Regions from separate parts of the Mus musculus genome. Here region 1 is linked to region 2. The links are chromatin contacts, called in public Hi-C maps. All regions are on one chromosome and are shown on one strand. Each heading gives the region's core, a stretch centred on a gene start, on an enhancer-like site or on the middle of the called end of the contact. The rest is flanking DNA. Distances are from core to core; before and after follow the strand shown.

The links. Hi-C and Micro-C count contacts between places; a contact is called where the count stands out from the background.
Region 1: a contact with region 2 is called in a Hi-C map of uterus, with 2.1 times the contacts expected there. The contact joins two enhancer-like sites. A contact is called at or near these places in 1 of 484 Hi-C or Micro-C datasets (uterus) and 1 of 115 datasets of contacts at active chromatin or transcription factors (fibro-adipogenic progenitors).

The regions. Positions count from the first base shown.
Region 1 is chr7:137,071,770-137,075,755 of GRCm38.p6, reverse strand. All of the region lies in intron 2 of Mgmt (O-6-methylguanine-DNA methyltransferase), which reads right to left. Among named protein-coding and RNA genes, the nearest start is that of Gm39108, 23 kb to the left of the region's middle. Within about 2 kb of position 1,710, at least 19 of the 459 cell types and tissues checked have an H3K27ac peak or open chromatin away from gene starts, as enhancers often do. A contact at or near this core is called in uterus, where this site is marked.
Region 2 is chr7:136,704,668-136,708,999 of GRCm38.p6, reverse strand. It overlaps Gm6249 (predicted gene 6249), which reads left to right. Exons shown (of 6, transcript NR_046021.1): 2 at 1-27; 3 at 154-634; 4 at 2,424-2,529. Among named protein-coding and RNA genes, the nearest start is that of Gm6249, 3.8 kb to the left of the region's middle. Within about 2 kb of position 1,534, at least 8 of the 459 cell types and tissues checked have an H3K27ac peak or open chromatin away from gene starts, as enhancers often do. A contact at or near this core is called in uterus, where this site is marked.

The sequences.
Region 1 (3,986 bases), core at 461-2,960, 370 kb before region 2:
GGCCTTATATCCAATTTCATTTGCTTCAAGGGACTCTACAACTAAAGCCTGGCAATGGTACAGATTTGAAGTCATAAGATGAAGGGGATTTCCTTTATGTCTGAACATCCCCACTGACTGCCCAATGTAGAAAACAAACAAACAAACAAACCAAAAGTCAACAGCTATGAGCAAAGCCTTGAGCCTTATCCTCCTGTTAGTACAGAAAGTGTTGAATCCCATTGGGTACAAAGGTCACAGGGGAGGCCATGTTGCCACATCCTCAGTTTTTCATCATGATTCTCAATTTGGCAAAAGGAATCCACTGAATCATTACCAGAGGAAGACTGAAGAAATCCTACTGGGGATAACCATGCCACTGCCTACGGCACACAGCAGCCTTGCTCTGAAGGTATCAACTTCTCTAGGTCAGAGGAGAATGTTAGGACCATGAAGTAGCAGCCCACTGTTGGCACACAACGGCACATCATCCCACTCCTTATGGGAGTGTGGGATGTAGGGAAAATGGGTGGAGATCCCTAGAGGCAAAGCACCTGAACACGGTGACAGGACCCACTCTAGCCCCAGAAGGCAGGAGGGCCAGGAAGCCAGGTCTCTTTGTGGCATCTCTTTCTCTCCCAAGCAGGTAGAGGCACCTGTCACCTTTGTTAAGGAACAGGCTTCTTCTCCTGAGCCCACAACACAGAGGAATGCATTTGATGTTACCACGGCTAAAGCACATCACCCCAGTTCAGTCTATGGACTGGAGTACCATGTAGCTGAGAGGCTGACTCTCTGCCGTCATGCTGCTCAGAGAAAAAAATGTTCATTCTAATAGTGGAGCATCTGACTTAAAATTTAAAATAGTAACTAATATGCTGAAGACGAGACCTCTTTTATTTTCCAAGAGGCGTTAGATGAGGATTGACCTCCGAAGGGTTTAGCCCCATTAACTCATGTACTGGACTCATTAATAAATAATCCTGCCACCAAATTACCTGACTTGTAAATTGGTTTGTACAGTTCTAAATAAATAATAGATAGTTCCCTATTATCAAACACCGTGGCGTTTTCACAGAGAAGCCCAGCGTGTGATACATAAGGGCACACTTTTCCACTGGACAACACTCCGTTGCTCACTTCTGAGAAAGCCCTCGTATCTCCCGCAAACAGCTGCAGCTGGGATATGTTAGCTAGTCATGTTAGCTGCTCAGTGGAGTCAAAAATACTGTATTTAATATCACACAAGCATACTGAGTATGCATTAGTGGCCAAACAATCTTAAGCAACTATTAAATGGACAGTTAATGTAATTGTATTTTAAAACACTGAGGTCATATTTAATTTTGAATTGAAACTCTTAAAATGCACTTTCTGGCAAAGAATATAGAGTAATAAAACAACATTAATCACAGAGGAAAAAAAAACCCTAAAACTCACATTATTAAAATAAATCTTTCTTCCAGAGCACTGATATTTGCAAGAAGTGGATTACAAGAAGCAGAAAACATTTGTGCCTTTTCAAGAAGTATTGTCACTGGAAGGAAAAGTCAGGACTTCAACCTGGGATGAGATCACACTTCCAACAGGGCTCAGCTGCATGCCCACCCTCTCTTTGGTCTTGGCGCTGGCCACTCTCCCAGGACCTGTCTTCCTTCCAGGGACTCAAGTTCAGTTCAGCTACACCCTTGGCCCTTCCAATAGCAACTCCACTGAGGGAATAGCCTGCTTATGTTCCAAAGCAGGAGTGAAGGGGTGGGAGCTGGCTGCAGAGCACACCCCGCTGCAGAGCAGCTGAACCGGGTAGGCGCTTTCACAGTTCCTGCCCCATGCTGCTTGCAAAGTCCTATTTTATATGCCGTCTCCTCATTTTCAAAAGTCAGTGTGGCCCTCTGGGATGCTGTCACACCTCAAGCAGCCTGGTCAGGTCTGTGGACCATGAGCCTGAGCTAGTTCCAGGGTATCCCGGGGGAGGGGGGAGGTCACAAGGCTTTCTAGCCAAAACAGCCAGACACTTATTTATAGCTGTTCTGACAGCAAGCTAAGGAAAGCCCCCTTCACGCAAGCCCTGGAGCCTAGAGTAGCCTTTCTGAGTTCTTAGATTGGCATTAGGACTTTGCCACTGGTACCAGAGATGAATAGAAAAGGAGGGACCATCCTGCTGAGGCCAGGCTCCAAAGGAACTCTGGTACAGTGTTCTAGCTTCCCTGTACCTTGGTCCTCCGCGCCAGCATATGCATCTTCTTACGGATGCCTGCCTGTTCTTGCGGTCAATCCAACTTTTCAGTCTTTTCCTCCCTCTGTCCCTCTGTCCCTCTGTCCCTCCCTCTCTCCCTCTCTCCCTCCCTCCATTCCTCTCTCAAATAGGGTCTCATACATTCCAGGCAGGCCTCAAGAACTATATAGATGGACATAATCTTGAACACCCGAACGTCTTGCCTCAGCCTCCTGAATGCTGGGATTACAAGCACACACTACCACTCCGAGGTGTACGTGATGTGGGGCTGGAAGCCAAGACTTTGTACATGGAGACAAGCCCTGTACTGAGCTACATCCCTTGCCCTAGAACAAGGAATTCTTATGTGAAAAGATCTTCCAACTGCAAACCATTGCCACAGACACACCATTTGTTGTTTATACTGGTTAGATGTTTAAGATTTTACCTGCAGCAGACTCCCAGCTTGTACAAGCCCTAGTGCTTAGATCTCTGGAAATATAGACTCTACCCCAAGAGTATGGTCATGAGGGATTGACTGCATTTCTGCCTATTGTATTCTTGAGCAGCAGTTGGTTAATGCTGGCTCAGGGCTGTGGGTATAAAATATAAACATTCATGACCATCTTCTGGGAAACCCTTTCACAGATGTAAATCCTCTGTGTTTTAAATAGTTCAGTCTTGTGCACAGTCCTTAGGAGGCTCACTCCCTGACCTACTAAGCTTTATCACGGAGCTGTGTCCCCCCTGGAGTAAGTACTGGATGCTGCTTTCCTCCCATACTGAAGGGCTGGTGATAAGGAGTGGCCACAGGCTTTGAAGTCAGCTGCAGAGCCCCCCTTAGCACTTGCACAGGCCAAAGCTGCCCTGGCTGCCTCCATCCGCACAGAAGTTACTTCATGGTTTCCTTCAGAAAATGCCAAGACTTTTGCCTTTCCTCATCTCCCTCAGCCCCTCCGATAGCCTGCACCAGACTCTCTTCGGCCAGTACAGCAGCTGCCACTGGATTCCTAGCACCTCGTACTCTGGTTCCCATTCATCCTTACACAGGATTCTCAAGGCTTCCCTGGCCCACAAGCCTGTATGGGCTAAACCTGGCTCACTACTTGCTTTTGTAAAAAAAAGTTCTGTCAGCACTCAGCCTTGCTGATTTGTTTCTGGATACAGAAATCGAATCATGTGTAGGATATTCCTCTATGATCTGGTTCTGCACAGGAGGACTCTGGGACTCTTGATTTATGCTCATATAGTCCCTCTTGTCTGCCTGGAAGATACCACTGAGCTAGGCTTATTACGCCTAAGCCCACCACCCTGTGCCTGCTTGCAATGCACCAAATACATCTTCGTCTTTAGGCCCTAACTCCACTTTTGTGTTAAGTCTGTCCAGCCTCCCTGGCCTGTGCACAGGGTGACACTAAGAACACAAGTCACTCTGGATGACGGCTGGCTGATCCATCCCTGCTCTGGGTCCCCGGCACCCTGCCCTTTCCTATCCAGTTCTATAGTGAGACAGGAGCTAGAGTCAGGATTCGGGCTTTGCTGGTCAGGAAATGTAACTTTAAGTTTTTCAAAGCCTACTTTTAATGATGGTTCTTAAATGCTTTAAACTCCCTTCTAGCTCACCACCCACCAGATGTAGTGGAAAAGAAATGATGGGGGTCAGTGAACTTGTTTGGAAAGGTTCTTTGGAGCAACTCCTATCTGCGTCGTCAGAAAATCAGCAGATGGGTTCATAGGTCAGCAGCGGCAGCTTGATCCACTCGCACACACTTCACAGATACACCAGCAGTCC
Region 2 (4,332 bases), core at 285-2,784:
ACTGTTACTTATCTCCTGGGCACCTAGGTAGGTATCTTTGGAGTCCTCTCCAACCGGTCCTCTGGACTCCTGCGTGGTGGCACACAGGCCCTGGCACTGACCTGTTAGTCACAGGACCCATGTAACCAGCTCTTCCTTTCCTTCCCACTGCAGTTCCTGCCTGCAATATCCTTCAGCTTAGACTGACTTCATTTCGTGATATCCTTTACCCAGAGTCCTTTTTTTCACACCTCACAGACCATCACCAGAGGAAACAGGCCGAATGCAGTCTTCAGGCAGGGAAGTTCTTTTGTTCTTTCTCATGTTTTTGATTTTTGATCAGCTTTGGAATAGGACTCTGGCTCAGTGTGTGTTACACTTTAATTAATTGGTCTGTATATGCATCTCTCTCTCTCTCTTTCTCTGTGTGTGTGTGTGTGTGTGTGTGTGCAGGTGTGATGCAAATGTGTTTTTGGTGGCTGGAAATTGACACCAGGTGCCTTCCTCAGTTGCTCTCCACCTTATTTTTTTCAGACAAGATCTCTTACTGAACCTGAAGCTCCTTGATTCAGGGGGTGTGGCTGGCCAGCAAGCCTCAGGGATGCCCTTGGCGTCCCGGGTACTAGGATTAGAGGCACCAGCTTCCACATGAGTGGTGGGTACTGGAAATCTGAACTCACAGCTTCATATTTGTGTAGCAAGGGATTTCCAAATTGAGCTATCTCCCTGCCTGTCTTTATCCCCTCCCCCCACTTGTTTAGTTTAACACATGTGACCCACAGAGCCGAGGCCTCCCGGGGAATCTTGGGCCACTTTTTGACTGCCTGTCATGAGCTCATCTTCCCTCTCTGCTTTCTTGGAAAGCCACATCCTAGGAGTTACTGGACACTGTCAGTCAGTGAAGAATTTCCAGTCGTTCCTAGGCATGCTTGCTTTTCCTCCAGAGCAGGCTTCCAGAACCTTCCCTAGCATTCCTCCTGTCATTCCCACCCTGTGTCACATTTCATTACTTTTCACTTCATAAGAGTTTTGTTTTTCCTCCTGGATTTTAGATATGTGGAAGACAGACATAGGCTTTAACTCCCGACCACAGTGTCTGTTACAGAACGAAAGGAAGCCTTGCTTTGGCTTGTTTGACTCCAGCAGCTACACTTGGCCATGGAGAAAACAAAACAAACAAAACTTATCGACCATTCCCTTGGAAATAGAAGCTTATTAAGTCGAGGGATATGAGAAGGTGTGAACGCTCAGACATATGGACGCTGAGGTGTCGTTGTTGCCAGAGCTGGAAAAGATCCACACCGCGGTTTGGTTTAGTTGAAAACACGTTGTCTTTAGGAGGCTGTAAGATTTAGTAAAGGCATAAGTTGATTTTTTTTTCCTAGGCATACATAGATGACTCAACTCTTCCAGGAAGGCAACACTCCTTGAATGGGATTACACATGTGCAAGTGTTTTCGGAGACTTGAAGCTTCAGAAACAGATGGGGTTATTGCTATTACTGATAACAGCTCCCATCATTAAGCAGTAACCTGAGAAAGCAGAATAGAGTGAGTGGTGACATCATGCTATTAAAATACTCAGCTCATCTTGGCTGGAGAAGGAGAGGGTATCCCCTCCTCTCCCCACCTCACCGCTCCCATCCAGCTCTCCCACTCCACTCCACTCCAACCCACCCCTGCCCTCCAACTCCCCTCCACCCTACCCCTCCTCCATCTTCCTCTCCTCTTCCTTTCCCCCTTCCCTCAATTGTCACTTCTTGGAAAATGATTCTTGACAAATATGATTTGACCAAGCACAAGAGTGTGTTTGTTACCATGCAGAGATCGCAAGGTGAGGGGTGGGCGCTGTGGCCAGTCTGCTCTTGAGGACTAGGCTTTGGGAAGGTAGTTAGCTGAGTATTGCTTGAATCTGACAGAGCAAACTGTTGGCGACCACTCTTTTCATTAGTGTTTTTTTTTTTTTTTTTTTTGTTTTTTTTTTTTTTTTTTTTTTTAAGAAAGTTGAAGTTAGCTTAATAATTCTGTGAGCTGAAGGGGCAGCTCATTATCACACTACCGACACACTCTGGAGAAACAGCGTCATTAGGGAGCAAGAGCCACTGAAATGTAAACACGTGAATAATTTACACTTGCAACTGGTGTTAAATAAAATGTTTTAATCTAGACAGAGATCTGACAATAAATATTCATTTCTCATTTTCAGTGAGTAAACTTGATCTATTTTGAAAAGCTTTTTCATTTGATTTTTTTTCCCAGACAATAATGACAAATTTGACATGGACACATTTGGGAATAAAAATCTCCCTCTGGTCAACACAAGCATGGAAAGTTATTATGAAAATCAAAATTTGCAATAATTGCAAATGCTGTAATTAGTAGCCATTTTGAGATTCTTACGTACTATTACCCACAATGCTTACCTTCTCATTTCCATTTTCTTAGGGGAGGTGAAGGCCAAGAGGAGGTGAGGAACTGTCTCTCCAAGTGCAAGCTGATGGATGTTTGCCAAGCCTGAAACACTGCTAAGGAGACAGAGGCATTGCCTTCTGTGAGTAGCCAGGGTTTGTGTGCACATAAGGCAGAGGGCCAGAGGGGACAGTGTGATGTTAGATTCTCAAAGCCAGAGAGACCATGTCTGCTGAGCTGTGAGTTGCTGGGCTCCAGTGACTGTGGATTCCCAGCTGGCCTGCTTCTCCAATAGGAGTTCCCTTCCCACCACATATGGCATTTATATCTCCTGTCAGTATGGGCAGTGGTTCTCAACCTTCCCAATGCTGTGACCCTTTAATACCAATCCTCATGCCATGGTGACCCCAATCATAAAATGATTTTGTTGCTACCTCTTAACTGTAATTTTGCTACCATTGTGAATTGTAAAATCTTATATGCAGGGTATTTGATATGAAATCCACAAAGGACTGCCTCCATGCATAGGTTGAGAACCACTGGGGTAGAGTAAGGCTTCTAGTGCTGCTTTTGCATTTTGATAAGGGACTTCTTTTTCTCCTCCCTCCCTCCCTCCCTCCCTCCCTCCCTCCCTCCCTCCCTCCCTCTCTCCCTCCCTCCCTCCCTTCCCTCATTCTTTCCTTCCATTCATTTCTTGCCTTGTTATGTAGCCCTGATTGGCTGGCATTTATTGTCATACCCCAGGCTGGCCTTGAACTCACAGTAATCCTCCTGCCCCAGCCTCCGAAACACTGGGATTGTAGTCATATATCGCTACATTTGGTATCAAAGGTGGTTTTCTTAAAGTGTAGTTTATCCATCACAAAATTACTCTTCAGAAGTACGGAGTCCAGTTGTTTATTGGTGCATTTGCAGAGCTGTGTGACCATTACCACAGTCTAGTCCTAGAACCTCCACACCTCCTAGGACAGGAGTCCAGTGACATGGCTGCTCCTTCCCACCATCTCTGCACTTGTGTATATGGTGACTTTCTTCACACCTTGGTGCTTACGTGGACTTAGAGGAGAAGGGGCAGTGAAGCACCCAGTCAGGTTGATTCCAGCATCGTTCGCCATGGTCAGGAGAACTGGAAGCATACCACATGCCTGTCACTGGATGATTTCACAATGAAAATGTGATATATTCAGTGAAGCATTATTCAGCCATTAAAACAACGAAATCCTGTCACTTATGACCACATACATGGAACTAGAGATCATTAGCTTAAGCAATTTGAGCCAGGCACAGAAAGACAAGTATCACATGATCTCACTCATGTGGAATCTAAAAGGGCTGAGCTACTAGAACCCGAGTACAGGAGAGTAATGGGCAGAGGCTGGGAGAGTGTGGGTGCAGGGTGGGAACAGGATGACGTGATGGGGGGGCTGAGTTCCAGCTAGACAGGACAAGGATATCGGGAGTGTCATTTCAAAGGAAGGGGACTGTGAACAACAATAATCTACCATGTATACCACAAAGCTAGAAGAAAATGATCCGTGCTTGAGGAGAGAGAAACATTCGACCTCATGTAGCAGAACACAACAATCCATAAACGTATATTTCACGTTTTTGCTTATCTGCTCAGTCACAAGCTTGTAGGATGGAGAGTTGGCTCAGCAGTTAGGAGTGGAAGCTGCATAGGACCCAAGTTCAGTTTTCAGGACCCGTATCAGTCAGCTCACACCTGCCTGGAACTGCAGCTCAAGGAACCCAACTCCTTCTCCTGGCTGTCACATGTCCCAGGAGATATACACATGTTAGCACACGCCTAAAAATAGTTTTAAAAAATCTTAACATTTTGAATCTTGAAAGGTCTCAAACAGGAGTAAATTTGAGTATCTGAAAGCTCGTTATGGAATTTGGAGGCTTGCAGTCTTCGGAGTGGATATGGGTCTTGAACTCCCAT